2 separate regions of the Danio rerio genome follow, and region 1 is linked to region 2. Evidence: chromatin contacts called from public HiChIP or PLAC-seq data. All regions are on one chromosome and are shown on one strand. The core of a region is the stretch at or near the end of the contact, and the rest is flanking DNA. Distances in the headings are between cores, read along the strand shown. Region 1 holds the start of nab1a (NGFI-A binding protein 1a (EGR1 binding protein 1)). Region 2 holds the start of cnot9 (CCR4-NOT transcription complex subunit 9).

Region 1 (6,875 bases), core at 1,462-3,961, 130 kb before region 2:
TAGGGCCCAATGACTTTAAAGTCCTCATGAAATCAAAATAACGTTTTTTAGATGTTAGCATCAGTATGCGAACAAATCCTCCAAAATCGTGACAAAAATCGTATTTAGAAAATATAAACATCTACTACTTGCAGATTATCTCTTCCACCTATGGATCACCAATCTTTTTGATGTTAACTCATAGCCTACTACAGTTTATCCTACATAATGTAAACTTCGCACAATAGCAAAATAATAGGCTGAATCCATAGACTTTAAAATATAGGCTGAATCGCATTTTGTACCAAATTGCTTCATAGCCACGACTTTTAATCATACATTTACCTATATCACTAACTTTTAAAAGTAAAACCTTGCAAAACATTTACCGTTGTCCAAAAAAAAGTGCAATAATGTGCCCCGGTTTCCCTTATTTACATCTACGAACATGGACACCACAAAAAAAGTGTACTGGCCCACTGAAGGCTGTGTGGGTTAGTGTCGAAAAAAACACCATCACTGTAAGTAATATTCCTCAATATGTCATCATGAATGTGTGTGTGTTTACCGTGTATGACCGTTGAGGTCTCCTCTCTCTCTTTCTCTCGTTGGTATTCGTCCCACGCGCAGCGCCGCCCCCGCGAGGATTTGCGTCAAGCCCGCGCGTGGGAGTGAGAGAGCAATGCAGCTTTACATCGGAATATCCCCACACAAGAAAGAGAGAGAAAGAGAGGTAGACAGATCGAGAGAGAGACAGAAGCGATGAGCCTTCAACGCACTTTCTCTCCTGCGCGAGAGGCGGAGCGCAGCCTCGAGACTCCGGTGAGCACCGGGAGCAGTCGCGCGCTCCAGCTTCGGAAAAGAGGTACGTAAAGATGATATCCTACACAATTCATATACGTATGTATACAGGCATTTAGCATTGGAGGGTAGACAGAGCAGATCATGATGGTCTGGGCTGCTATGAAATTGTATAGAGAGAGTTATATGCGTTAGATTCACTGGTGCATGTGAGGCAATAGTTTGAAGTGATTTGCAGTTTGCGTTGTAAAGAATAGTGTAATGCACGGCTGTGTTTGCAGCAGAATGAACTTATGTGTGACATGTCTGTTTGCATTTGCATTTGTAAATCTTAAATTGGTTTAATGTACAAGAATTTCACACTAAGTTAGGTGCCTTTGTGCACTTAAGCAAGGTGCATGAACTGTGCCAAATGGATTTCCCCTGTAATAAAGTCGGTCTGAATCAAAATATCTGATAAGTACTTGCATGGCAAAAGTACTAATGGCAAATGCTCCTATAGGGAACAGAAGATAGACTGGTTATTTCTATTTACAGTCATTAATTTCTGTTTGAATGAAAAATAAGGATTGTGTTGACTATAACTATAACTTTTTGCAAATGCTAGAGTTTTGGATCTAGTTTGAGCTTTTAATGCATTAAAAGTTTGCATCCAAACATTATTCATTGATATGACGGATTTATATTAGTCAGTGTAGATGCCAACTTGATTTATGTGCTAATGAAAATGTGGACCTACCGTTTAAAGTTGCCTAAATTAAGATTTAAACCCACAACTTCTTAAGCTTTGATTTGAAATATTGCTATAAGCTTGTACAGGAAAGTCCACAGAACACATTTATCTTAACACAATTAAGCTTCATTTTCATTCCTGTCAAAAATTAAATATGGCACTGTGTTACCCTGGCTAAAGCCTGTCAAAATAATTAACAATTGCTTCCTTGTTAATCACCGTTTACATTAAATCTGCAGACCCATGATAAGTTCTCTCCAAAACCTTTTAAAGTTGTTACTAGTAGGTCAGTACATATTGGCTATGGTCAATTAACAGGTAAAGGCTAAAGTTGTTTCGCTTCTTTTCAGGAGACGTAAACAGAAAAATGTTAGCTTAGCTAATGACTTTGCAAATGCTTTGTTTACTCCAAGAATGAAAATGCAGTTTTGTATATCCAGTCATGTGGACAATGCTATATACAAGTGTAAATGGGATCTGAAACATTTTGAGTTTTGATTGTTTGTGTGCATGAATGTGTTCAAACAGCCCATAAGGAACACACTGATTAAAATTTAGTTTGAATGCATGAAAAAATAATAATTACAGCTTTGTATATCTAATATCTATATAAACCTTTTAATCCAAAATGGCCTTTTGGATTTATATGTACATAGCAGGAATTTATTACATAATATTAGGCAGATAAGAAAAAGCATATGCAGTAGTCAACATTAGAGGTTAATCAAAATTGTCCTAAGACAAGAATGGATGTTGTTCAATAGTTTTAAAACAACTTCGATGAAAGGTGATGATCCACTTCAAATGTTGACTACATACACCAGGGATGTCCAAACTCGATCCTGGAAGGCCGGTGTCCTGCAATTTTTTTGTTCCAACCCCAATTAAACACACCAGAACCAACTAATCAAGCTCTTTCTAGGTGTACTAGAAAGCTCCAGGCAGGTGTGTTAAATGAAGTTGTAGTTAAACTGTGCAGGACACCGGCCCTCCTGGACCGAGTTTGGACACCCCTGACATACACACTTTCCCAAAGATCATCCCCTCAAAGAACTCAGGAAAGTTGACCAAAAATTTTTAAATGTGTCTTTTATGTTCAAAATAACGACAAAGTGTTTGTTTGCATACGTTAAAGTTAGCTAGTAAAATGTTGTCGATTGGACAAGCTTGACTTGTTTTATTTTTGCACATGTAGCCATGTCAGTGCTCCTGCCACGATCCTTGGGCGAGCTTCAACTCTATCGCATCCTGCAGAAGGCAAACTTGCTCTGCTACTATGAAGCATTCATCCAGCAGGGCGGCGATGATGTGCAGCAACTCTGCGAGGCTGGCGAGGAAGAGTTCCTTGAAATCATGGCCCTTGTTGGAATGGCAACCAAACCCCTCCATGTTCGCCGACTCCAGAAGGCACTACGGGATTGGGTAACCAATCCTTCCCTCTTCAACCAACCATTGACGTCTCTTCCTGTCTGTAGTATCCCAGTGTACAAGCTCCCCGAAAGTTCCCCCGGCGTCCACAGCAATGGGCAACAAAACCAGCTCGTCGTTCCTAGGGCTTTATTACCTACAAGCCCCAGTCCCGGAAGGCTTGATCTCAGCAGGGACGGGACTCCAGGTTGCTCGCCGTTACAAGGAGCAAGTGAAAGTCGTTTCTGGGGAAGCGAGAGCGAGCATAGTTTATCTCCATCAGGAGCGTGTTCTCCGTGTTCACCTCATGATGCTCTCGATACTCTTGATTCGGCTGGCGTCCAGTGTGTGATGGAGTGCGTAGAGCGGCTCTCCCACACTCTGTCCAAGAGTGATCCTACAGAGGTCAAAGAACACATTCGTACTAATAAGAAGCTCAGTAAGATGATCGGCCACATCTGCGAGATGAGTGACGACGATCCACAAAAGGAGGTGGAGATTCGGAAATACAGCGCCATCTATGGGCGATTTGATTCTAAGAGGCGGGACGGACGGCAGCTTACAATGCATGAGGTTTGGCTGGTTCTTCTATCTCCCGACTCACACTGCAATTTTTAATTACCATTTTCAATTGTAGCTTGTCAGACTGTTGCCAAACATGATACACACTGTAAGATCTCGGCTGTCGTAATGTCAGATAATCAAGACTCGACAAATATGAACACACGCAAGGCTCATTTGGAGTTTAACCTCATCAATCCATGACCTGTTAAGTTACCTGCATTCTGAAATGCTCTTTTAAAGTAAATATAAACAATCTGTAGCTAGGGCTGAGCGATTTAGCAAAAAAAAAAAAAAATCTAGGTTTTTTATAAGGTTTGACCGATTCACGATTTCGATTTTGATTTTTTTTTATTGAGTTACTAGTCTTCTCAAAACATTACAACAACATGACTGAAGTAACACTCTCTTTAAAAGTAATTGGAAAAACCATCTGGTTAAGGAACATTGTATTTTTAATGGCCATGTCCTACAATAATCGGTCAAGGTGTAAATAAATGTAAAACAAATTCACGAGTTAAATAGCGTTGCTGAAGATTTGAATAAGAAATATTTGTGTAAATATTGCACTTGCAGGAATACAGAGGTATTTTTTGCAAGTTGTGCTGAGCCTAGAAAAGATTGGCTGTCAGCTCAGCTTTGACTTTGTCTTCTGATTGAATGACAGGTTGTAATGCTGCTGCCTTGTTCTTAAAAAGATACAGTAGAAGAAAAAGGACTGAACATGGAAAATATAAAGCCTAATTTAACCCAATGTGTGAAGTTTTGGACGTATAGCAGGAGCAAATACAAGTACCAGATGTGTTTAATATAAAATAATAAATTAAATCTATTTTTCTTTTTTCCCCCTTTTAAATACCGATCATTTGATGCGCTTTGCTCCACTCTCTATTATGCTGGCTGATCTGTCTGGTTTTCAACTAGGTCCGCTAAATGACGCCATGGGGGCGGGTACTTTCATTTTCACTGCTACAGTCCCTCACCTCTACTCGTGTTCCAACCAAAAGATCGGTGCGGTTTTAAACATGGCAGGCTTTTACGTCCTTCATACATGTTGAGATCGAGTTTATCGACTTGATTGTGGAATATGTCTTGACAATCCACACAGACGTGCAACAAGTAAAATCCTACATGACTTGTCAAGCAGGTTGCACACCAAAAGCGCCGCGACACGGCGTGCACATGAAAGTTTAAACTATCACACACCAAACGCGCACATTCACATGATATTTAACATGAAACTAATCAGATGGCGCTCTGTGGGCCAGCTGAAATATGAACTGCTTCGTGAATCGTGGCTGGGCGGCGCCGGTGTGTGTATAGAAACCTGTTTAGAATTCTAAAATCCATGGCGTGGTGCTGTGCGGCCCGTCTCCAAGAGGCGCTTCTGGTGTGCTTCCTGCTTCATACAGAGAGTGAACCCAAGCGCATTGGTGCCATTATAATGTATTAAATATATATATTTCACATAAATCGCGATTTCTCAATTTCATTCAAAATTAAATCGTCTTAAAACGTAAATTCGAATTAATCGAAAAAATCTGAAAAATCGCCCAGCCCTATCTGTAGCTTTAATTTTACTCAAACCATGCTTGATAATAAAACAGGAAAAGAATGATATATTTAAAAGTTGCAATGTTTCCTTGAGGTGAATTGAAGATGATGCTTAGCCCTCTTAATGGTTCACACTGCAAGAACGACTCTTGCTATAGCTATAAATCAACTGTCTGTGAAAATTTCCAACTAACAATCAAGGACCACAGATTTTTGTTTTAGTATTATAGGAATTTTTGAGGAATTCCAAAATTTGTCTCAGACAACCAAATTGTGAATGAAATTGCACTGTGCTAGCAAGTCTTAAGACAGAGTTGGCAAATTTGAACCTGGAAAGGCGCAGTCCTGAAAGAACTGTCCACATGAGTATGGGTATTTTCAACTTCACAGCTTTTTCTGTGAGGTTTGGCCATTCGTCCACACTTAAACACAGTATCGGGTCACTGAAATAGAAACTTTTTTCAACTACTCACACTTAGCTGATGATTAATAATAAAGCTTGTTTGGCATTCCGAGCCCTGAGCTTATAAGATTCTTGAGCCCTGGGCTCTCTCCCATTGATAGGGCGAGACAAGAGTTTGAGCTCAGATCTCGATGAACTCCCCAACTTGTTAAAGTCTGGTGACAGATTATAGGGATAGCTATATTGCTATAGCTATACTGCTTACTTAAAGCTCGTCTATAGTGCCAATTTGTTATATTCAAATTACTTATATCGCATGTTTTTGGTCTGTGGGAGGAAACTGGGGAACCCAGGGGAAACTCACGCAAGCATGGGGAGAACATGCAAACTCCGCACGGAAATGTTGACTGCTCCAGTAAGAACTTTTAACTGGTGACATTCTTGCTGAGAGCAAACAGTGCTAATCACTTGACTGCCATGTTGCCCAATCAGGAAAAAAGAGGGAGGAGTAGGGGTGGAAGTGGGGTTTCTTCAAGATGAAGATACTGAGGTAAGAAACTGAGATAAATAAACTTCTCTTAAAACTCCAATTAGAGTGAATATTTTCAAAAACACTGCAGTCTGTGTAGCTGGTGAAACTGGAGTTATTGGCTTTTCATTTCATATTGGAGTCATTTCCAATGTGTAACGTCAAATTGTACACTTTGGTCTCTGTTGTTTACAAAATGCACATCTCTGTGCACCATGTTGACAGCTGAGTCAATAATAACCTTTTTTTGAGGATCTGATTGGCCAAAATGACTTTGTTTGGGAGTGTATCGCCACCTTTTCCTTTAGCATGCTCTTGACAATGCCACTTCAAACAAGTGGTGCTCACTGCAGAGCCATTTGGGCAGAGCTGAGCTCCAGCGAGGGGGAGCATGAGCTCTCGCTCCTCCTTTCTTGCACTTCTTCTACGAGTGATGTCACTGGGGGTAGGGTTAGGGGTGGGGTTTGTGTACGCATTAAAACAGCTTATAGGAGAAGGAGCGAGAGCTCATGCTCCCCCTCGCTGGAGCTCAGCTCTGCTCAAATGGCTCTGCAGTGAGCACCGTCTCACTTCATAGAGCATTTTTGCATTTTCATGTGGACAATTTTTTTTAAACCATGCTTGTGTGGATGAGATAAAAAAAAAATTAATCAGGCAAAATTCTGTATACAAAAATACCCTTGTAGACATGGCCTAAGACCTTGATTAAATTAAGTTTGAATTTGATTATGGGGGGCCAAACTTGGCCATTCTGTGCTAAGTTAACTGGTGATTATCAAAACATTTTTACTGTAAATTACTAAGTGACCTTTGTTTTCATTGTTTTGTTTACTGTTTAGCTAACCGTAAATGAAGCATCTGCTCAGCTGTGTATAAAAGATCTGTCACTGCTGACCCGAAGAGATGAA
Region 2 (6,747 bases), core at 3,091-5,590:
TACTTGTGTTGTATTCCAGTTTTTCTCAGTCGCTTTGGTACATTTCTCAGATTTGAAATGTACAAAACAGTAAGTGCATTTCTCAAAACAGCACACACAAATAGCAGAACAGCATGGATTACCTGCAAAAGCCAATCTCTTGCTTAAAATCTTTAGTTCATCTCTTAATATATCAGTGCCGTCAGAGTGACAAGTCCTTGTGTCATTGTGTACGGATAAGAAAGTCAAATTACTTACTCGTGTTGTCAATATAACTGTACTCTGGAGGGATGTTCTCATGTAAGCTATGGCTAATTTGGTTCTTTTTTTTGCAGTTTGTATTGTAATTTGTTGCCAGATCATGTGATTGTGATACAGAAAGGAAAAGACAGCACTACACAGGACCAAGAAAAAAACAAAACTAAAGTAGAAATGTGAACATAGGACAATCTCTTTTCAGATGCACCTTCACTAGACAAAGTCAAAATTGGCCTGGGAGCAATTTACCAATTATAGATTTAAGTCTAATGGAAATGTATGGAAAAATGCATTGTGACTAAATATTATGACAACTTGTTCAACTTCTTTTATATATATAACTTGACATTAACTTTTTTTCTCACCACCCACTGGTCATTTTCACAAGACAATTTTTTGTTGGGCGAGGCAGTGGCGCAGTAGGTAGTGCTGTCGCCTCACAGCAAAAAGGTCGCTGATTCGAACCTCGGCTCAGTTGGCGTTTCTGTGTGGAGTTTGCATGTTCTCCCTGCGTTCGCGTGGGTTTCCTCCGGGTGCTCTGGTTTCCCCCACAGTACAAAGACATGCGGTACAGGTGAATTGGGTAGGCTAAATTGTCCGTAGTGGATGTTTCCAAGAGATGGGTTGCGGCTGGAAGGGCATCAGCTGCGTAAAAACTTGCTGGATAAGGTGGCGGTTCATTCCGCTGTGGCGACCCCAGAAAGGGACTAAGCCGACAATTAATGAATGAATGATTTTTGTTGTTGTTGGAAACTGTATTTTATATACTTAAATTTGACCTTTGCATGCTAAAAGTACTTAAGTAAGACACATTTTACTTGATTTAAGTCGTTAAAATAACTCTGACTATCTTATGATATAGGTAGCCTAAACCTGCTGTAGTCAACCTAAAACCTACAGTAGTTTGACATAAAACCAAAACAATACCCATAGGACATTTTTATTAAGCAGATTCTTGAATAACAGTAAGTTCATGACATGTTAAATATAAAGTATATTCTGCTGAATTTAACAATACTGAATAATAATAAATACAGTTATGTAACCATAACATTACCGTTATGTCTTAGGACATCTTTGATTAACTTTTTATTACCTACACCAAGTGTTGACTAATGAAGGTGCATTTATAACAACCATTTATTTGTTAGACTACTTTATTGTCAAACCATGTTGCATACAAATTGATTCAACCGAGTTTTATGACAGTGTATTGCTGTAGAGGACAAATAAAACACGAGACAGGTGTTTAGAAAGAGTATAGTTTATTTTGTTTGACCTGCAAACTTATCTAAACAAGATAAACTTTCAGAAAACAGCACGGAAACATTATAATGCGCGCGCTCATCAATAACGGCTGTCTTCAATAGTCCTTTGCTCAACAGCTTTGCTGAAAAACAAAGCAAAACATTACAACAGCCAGACAAACAGTTAAATCATAACAGTTACCGTGGTTACCGTTTTAAACTATAGTAAACTAAAGTTTGAAACTATATTTTAAAATAGACGATGAGTGGGCCTCGCTGCTGCCACCCACCATAATCCTTGCAGCGCGGCAGCCGGGTCCCACTACCGGCCTCCCGTGTTTCCCTGAGGGTCCTCACGGCTTGTATTGATCCCTGCCTAGGGTTCACAAAAGCCGCCTCGCCCCAGGGAGTGCACGGGCTAACCGGGCGCCAGTCCGTGGCAGCATTCACTGGAATGTTGCTTGGCGGCACATTTTGAGCAATGAACATGCAAAATTCTTTGCGATATTGCGTTTATGTACGCAAACCGCAAGGAACTACAGCACAGACGGGCCCGAGTGAAGCTTCACGAAGCGGACTTTGTGAGATTGGCTCTGCTCCGCTCCACTCGTACCGTCAAGTATTGAACTCACCTTGGTCAGGTACAAATAGAAACACCGAGCGAACTGACAACCCTGAGAGAGAACCGACGAGCTTTATAGGAACGCATATGCAAATGTTTACAATGCGACGTCACTGCTGTAAGTCTCGTTGTCATGGTGAGCGCTGAAGAGAGCATCTCATTGGAGCACACAGACTCGGGAATTTCAGTCACGGCTGTAGACAAAAACATATTAAATCTATTGAATTTTTTTTTTCATTTTTGGTGCTGTGTAATATTCTGGGAGGCAGTAGAATATGGAGACAGATGAATAGATGCGGGACATTAGAACAGAAAGTGAGCCTGGCTAGCACTGCTCTAGTGGTGGTAAGCTTCTTATTATCCAAGATCGCCATCTAGCGGTCACATAACCAAACAGCATGTTACTTGCTACTGACCACCCCTAAGGCCAAAATGTCCAGCATTTGTCCTTTTAATTGTTTTATGTAATTTAATATTATATAATAGATTTATTATATAATTAATATAATATATTTATATTCATATATATTCCTATCACGTCTGTGTTTATGATGCTGTTTGCTCACTTCTTTTGTTTTATTCTGATCAGATATCAGATCGCTCAAACCACTTCAGAAGGTGATCTGGGATGCATTGCAGATGAAACTAGACAGGTTTAATCATTTTATAGACAAAATTAATAAATTATTACCTGGAGAAAATCTGACCTGCACCTGAAACAAGTTTACTATAAGCATAAAACATGCTCTAACCAGAATTTGTCCCATACATGAGCTCATCTGTCCTATTTTGACTGCTGCCATCATAAATATTGAAAATAATCCATCAAAAAAGAAAAAGAAAAAAAAAGGCTTTAAGACCAAGTGAAATCCTCTGTCGGCTGCTGCTTCGGTGGGACTATAATCTGATGTAAGAGAAGTCTTCTTTCACTACTGTATTGCTTTTAAACAGAGAAAACATTTACAGGTTACTTTTATTCTAAATCTGGGACCTTATTTCTGAAATAAAAATGAGCATTAAAAAGATGTGAAGCATCAGAAGCAGACCATATTAAATTAATTAGAATATATGTTGGCTATTGTTCATATCTAGGATTTTTCAATTGTATTTTTTTTTACCAAAGAGACTAGAACAATTCTGCAAAATTCATTATAATTGTTTTATTATTATTATTATTATTAAATTTTAACATTTTTTGGCCAAATTGTGACTAAGGGCAGTTGCGTGTGCTGGCCAGTTTGTTTTTTGTCTAATAAATGTTAGTGGGCAACAATTATTTTACTTCAAAACTTTGACAGATTGCTATTTTTTCTTAATGATACTGTATATTATTTAATAAATTTGTATTTTAAAAATTAGTCTTGTTTTATTTTTTTAATGCAATTTTTAAGACATATTTTTAGTACATCAAAAAGTGCGGTTTTGATGACATCTGACTAGTTAATCCAGCAAAAAAATCACTAAAATGCAGTTCAATTCAATTCAATTCAGCTTTATTTGTATAGCGCTTTTACAATGTAGATTGTGTCAAAGCAGCTTCACATAAATGGTCATAGTAACTGGAACAGTGTGGTTCAGGTTTTAGTGTTTAAGTTCAGTTCAGTTCAGTTTAGCTCAGTTCAGTGTGATTTAATCATTACTGAGAGTTCAAACACTGAAGAGCCGATTCATTGATGCGTAGCTCTACCAATCCTGAACCATGCGAGGCAGTGGCGACAGCGGAGAGGGAAAAAAAACTTCACCAGTACTTGCAGTATTCAAATCTCAAAGTTAAATAGAAACTGAGGCGTATAAGTGAAAAAAGTTCCACAAGGTCAAAAAGAACCACCCCTTTCACCAGGCTGGCTACGGGCATGCAGTGATGGGTTGCAGCTAGAAGGGCATCCCCTGCGTAAAACATAAACTGGATTAGTTGGCAGTTCATTCCGCTGTGGCGACACCAGATTAAAAAAGGGACTAAGCCAAAAAGAAAATGGATGAAAAATGAATAATTGATTATTATTGTTGTGATTATTATTATTATTATTATTATTATTATTATTATATGAAAATATCAATACCCTATTGTTATCATTAATCACATAATAATCATTATAACGTAATAATTTTAATACCATTATGATGAACAGCATATTTATAATAACTATAATCAATGAATTGTTATTTTTTAGTAGAAGTGAACAATGGAGTTTAAAATAAGCACTTTAAGTATAGTAGGCTACTACTCAAGAGTCGGCATGGGGGCAGCAATGAACACAGATGATCCTTACCCGCCAACAACTCAGAGAAAGAAAAAGAAGAAGAGGAGCGTAGAAGAAGAGGCAGCTGCGGAAGGCGGTTGTTTTTTTCCCCTTACCTCATTTGCTAATGTAAACCTGGTTTATTTCTCGTTGTTTTGAAAACCACTGTTCACTTTTATTCTGGAGAGCACAGTAAAGCGGTCGCGAGGATGTTGGCGACAGGAGCGGTGAGTTTCTGGACGCTTTTCGGGGTTTTACTCTTGTTTGTGCAGGGGCCTGGTAGAGCTAACGGCTAAAGCTAATTCAACCAGTTACTATGGTGATCTGTATTAAAGCTCGTTTTCGTCTTTATTTTAGACTTTTCTTTAAACATAATGTAGTGTAAGTACTTATAGTTATTAGAGAGTCATATGTGAGAAATTTATGCGAGCCTGACGTTTTCTACGTGTGCTTTTTGTAAACATAATATTAGCATAGTTGTTAAGTTAGTGTTTTATTTTTTTCATTTAAAGAACAGCATATTACATTTTACATCAAAAATATAAATATCAAACGAGGACGTATAAACAAAAAACAAGTATCCAAAATGTACATATGTAATGTTCGCAATTAAATTAACACGTTTGAGAGTCGCTGGTGCTGGTAATATATAAACATATTTCAGTCAACAAAGCCGTAAAATTAGGCTTCTTATGAGAAAAATTGCATTTCTGAATGTAAAATATAGATGACAATATAAATCGCGTTATAATTTAATAATAATAACAATATTATAATTTAAGTCAGTTAAATGCAGGGTTCATACGGTCATTGAAAACCTGGAAAAGTCATGGAAATTTGACATGGCATTTTCCAGGCCTGGAAAAACGGAAAAACCAACAAAGTTTTAGAAAAAAATCATGGAAATTAGTTTAACAGGTATCTGTATACTTAAATATAGATCAGTTGTCTTTTTTACTTCTCAGAGCTCAACAATAAGGACTGCCCGATGGCCCGGGGCCAGTGTGTGAGATGCTTGGGACAGTAGACAGGATCATTTATGCTGCCTTGTCACTAGTTTCATTTGCCTGTGACTATTTGTCAATTGCGTGCAAAATACAGTCTTAGAATTGAGAAAGAGTTTGTGTTTTCAAGCCTTCAAATGCTACCTTTCGGTTTTTCTTATCTGATTGGATGTTGTGAGCACATTATTTTTATCCGTATCAACCAGTACAGCGTAGAGACTCCAACATGGCGGTAACATCAAATGATTATGCTAAAGGAAGACATGTGTTTTTAATGTCTTGGAAGCAGACATTTACGAGGGTACACCACGACTAAAACAATTAAGTGATGTTTTGTACAGTTTGCCGTCAGTTCGGCAGGTCTTTAGCCATCCTTTGTTTCAGAACACTTAGAATTTTGCTCATTATACATTTATTAACTATTAATTAACTAGTAGTTTATTAACATTAATTTTTTTTTTAATATTTAAATTCTAGATTTACAAACATTTTGACATGTTTTTCTTTTTAATTTGTGGCTAAGAAATAGCTATTAACTTTTTTTGGTGGGGCCAGTTAAAATATTGGCAGGGCAAGTAAAAATCTGAACAGCTGGTCCGATTGGGCCAGTAGAAAAAATTCTTAGCGTTGAGCCCTACTTCTTTTCTGTCCATGGTCGAACACATGCTCTCACATTATTAGTAGTGTGTGAACATTGTCTAAATAAATTTTAAATGGATATAAAGATTAATTTATTCATTCATTCATTTTCTTTTTGCTTAGTCCCTTTATTAATCTGTGGTCGCCACAGCGGAGTGAACCATCAACTTATCCAGCATGTTTTTACATAGCGGATGCCCTTCCAGGTGCAGCCCATCACTGGGAAACATCCATACACACTCGTTCACACACATACACTACGGACAATTTAACTTACCCTATTCACCTATACCACATGTCGTTGGACTGTGGGGAAAACCGGAGCACGGTGATACCCACTGTGCCACTGTGCAGCCTATAAAGATTCATTTAAACCTAATAGATTGTTTTATGATATTCCATTATAACCTTTAACATGCATAGTTTTTCTTGTTATTTACCACGTATATGGAGACAGTACATGTAACATTAGGTCATTAAAACTTACTTGAAAATCATTGAAATGAAGGACGAACCCTGTAAATAGAATTATTTTCCTCATGGTCATTAGTAAATATAGTTATGAGTTATAGTTATGTGTGACTATTATTAATATTAATTTTGTCACCTGGTAATATAGTAACAACTTGTGAGAAAAAAAATTACACCATACATTTTGACATTTGAGTCATTAGTAGGCATGGGCTGGTATAAGATTCTGACAGTATGATATAACCTTGGATAAAAATAGCATAGTTTTGTGGTATCATTACTGCGCT

What was found. HiChIP or PLAC-seq counts read pairs in DNA pulled down with a chosen protein or histone mark.
Region 1: a contact with region 2 is called in an H3K4me3 HiChIP or PLAC-seq map of embryo, with 4 times the contacts expected there. The contact joins the promoter of nab1a here to the promoter of cnot9 in region 2. A contact is called at or near these places in 3 of 4 datasets of contacts at active chromatin or transcription factors (caudal fin, embryo and gastrula embryo).

Annotation. Positions count from the first base shown.
Region 1 is chr22:12,581,017-12,587,891 of GRCz12tu, reverse strand. It overlaps nab1a (NGFI-A binding protein 1a (EGR1 binding protein 1)), which reads left to right and starts at 2,711. Exons shown (of 7, transcript NM_001045086.1): 1 at 2,711-3,493; 2 at 6,807-6,875. The coding sequence starts at 2,711. LOC141380184 (a long non-coding RNA gene) reads right to left here and starts at 777. Exons shown (of 2, transcript XR_012397803.1): 1 at 548-777.
Region 2 is chr22:12,454,208-12,460,954 of GRCz12tu, reverse strand. cnot9 (CCR4-NOT transcription complex subunit 9) reads left to right here and starts at 4,340. Exons shown (of 8, transcript NM_214760.2): 1 at 4,340-4,573. The coding sequence starts at 4,556.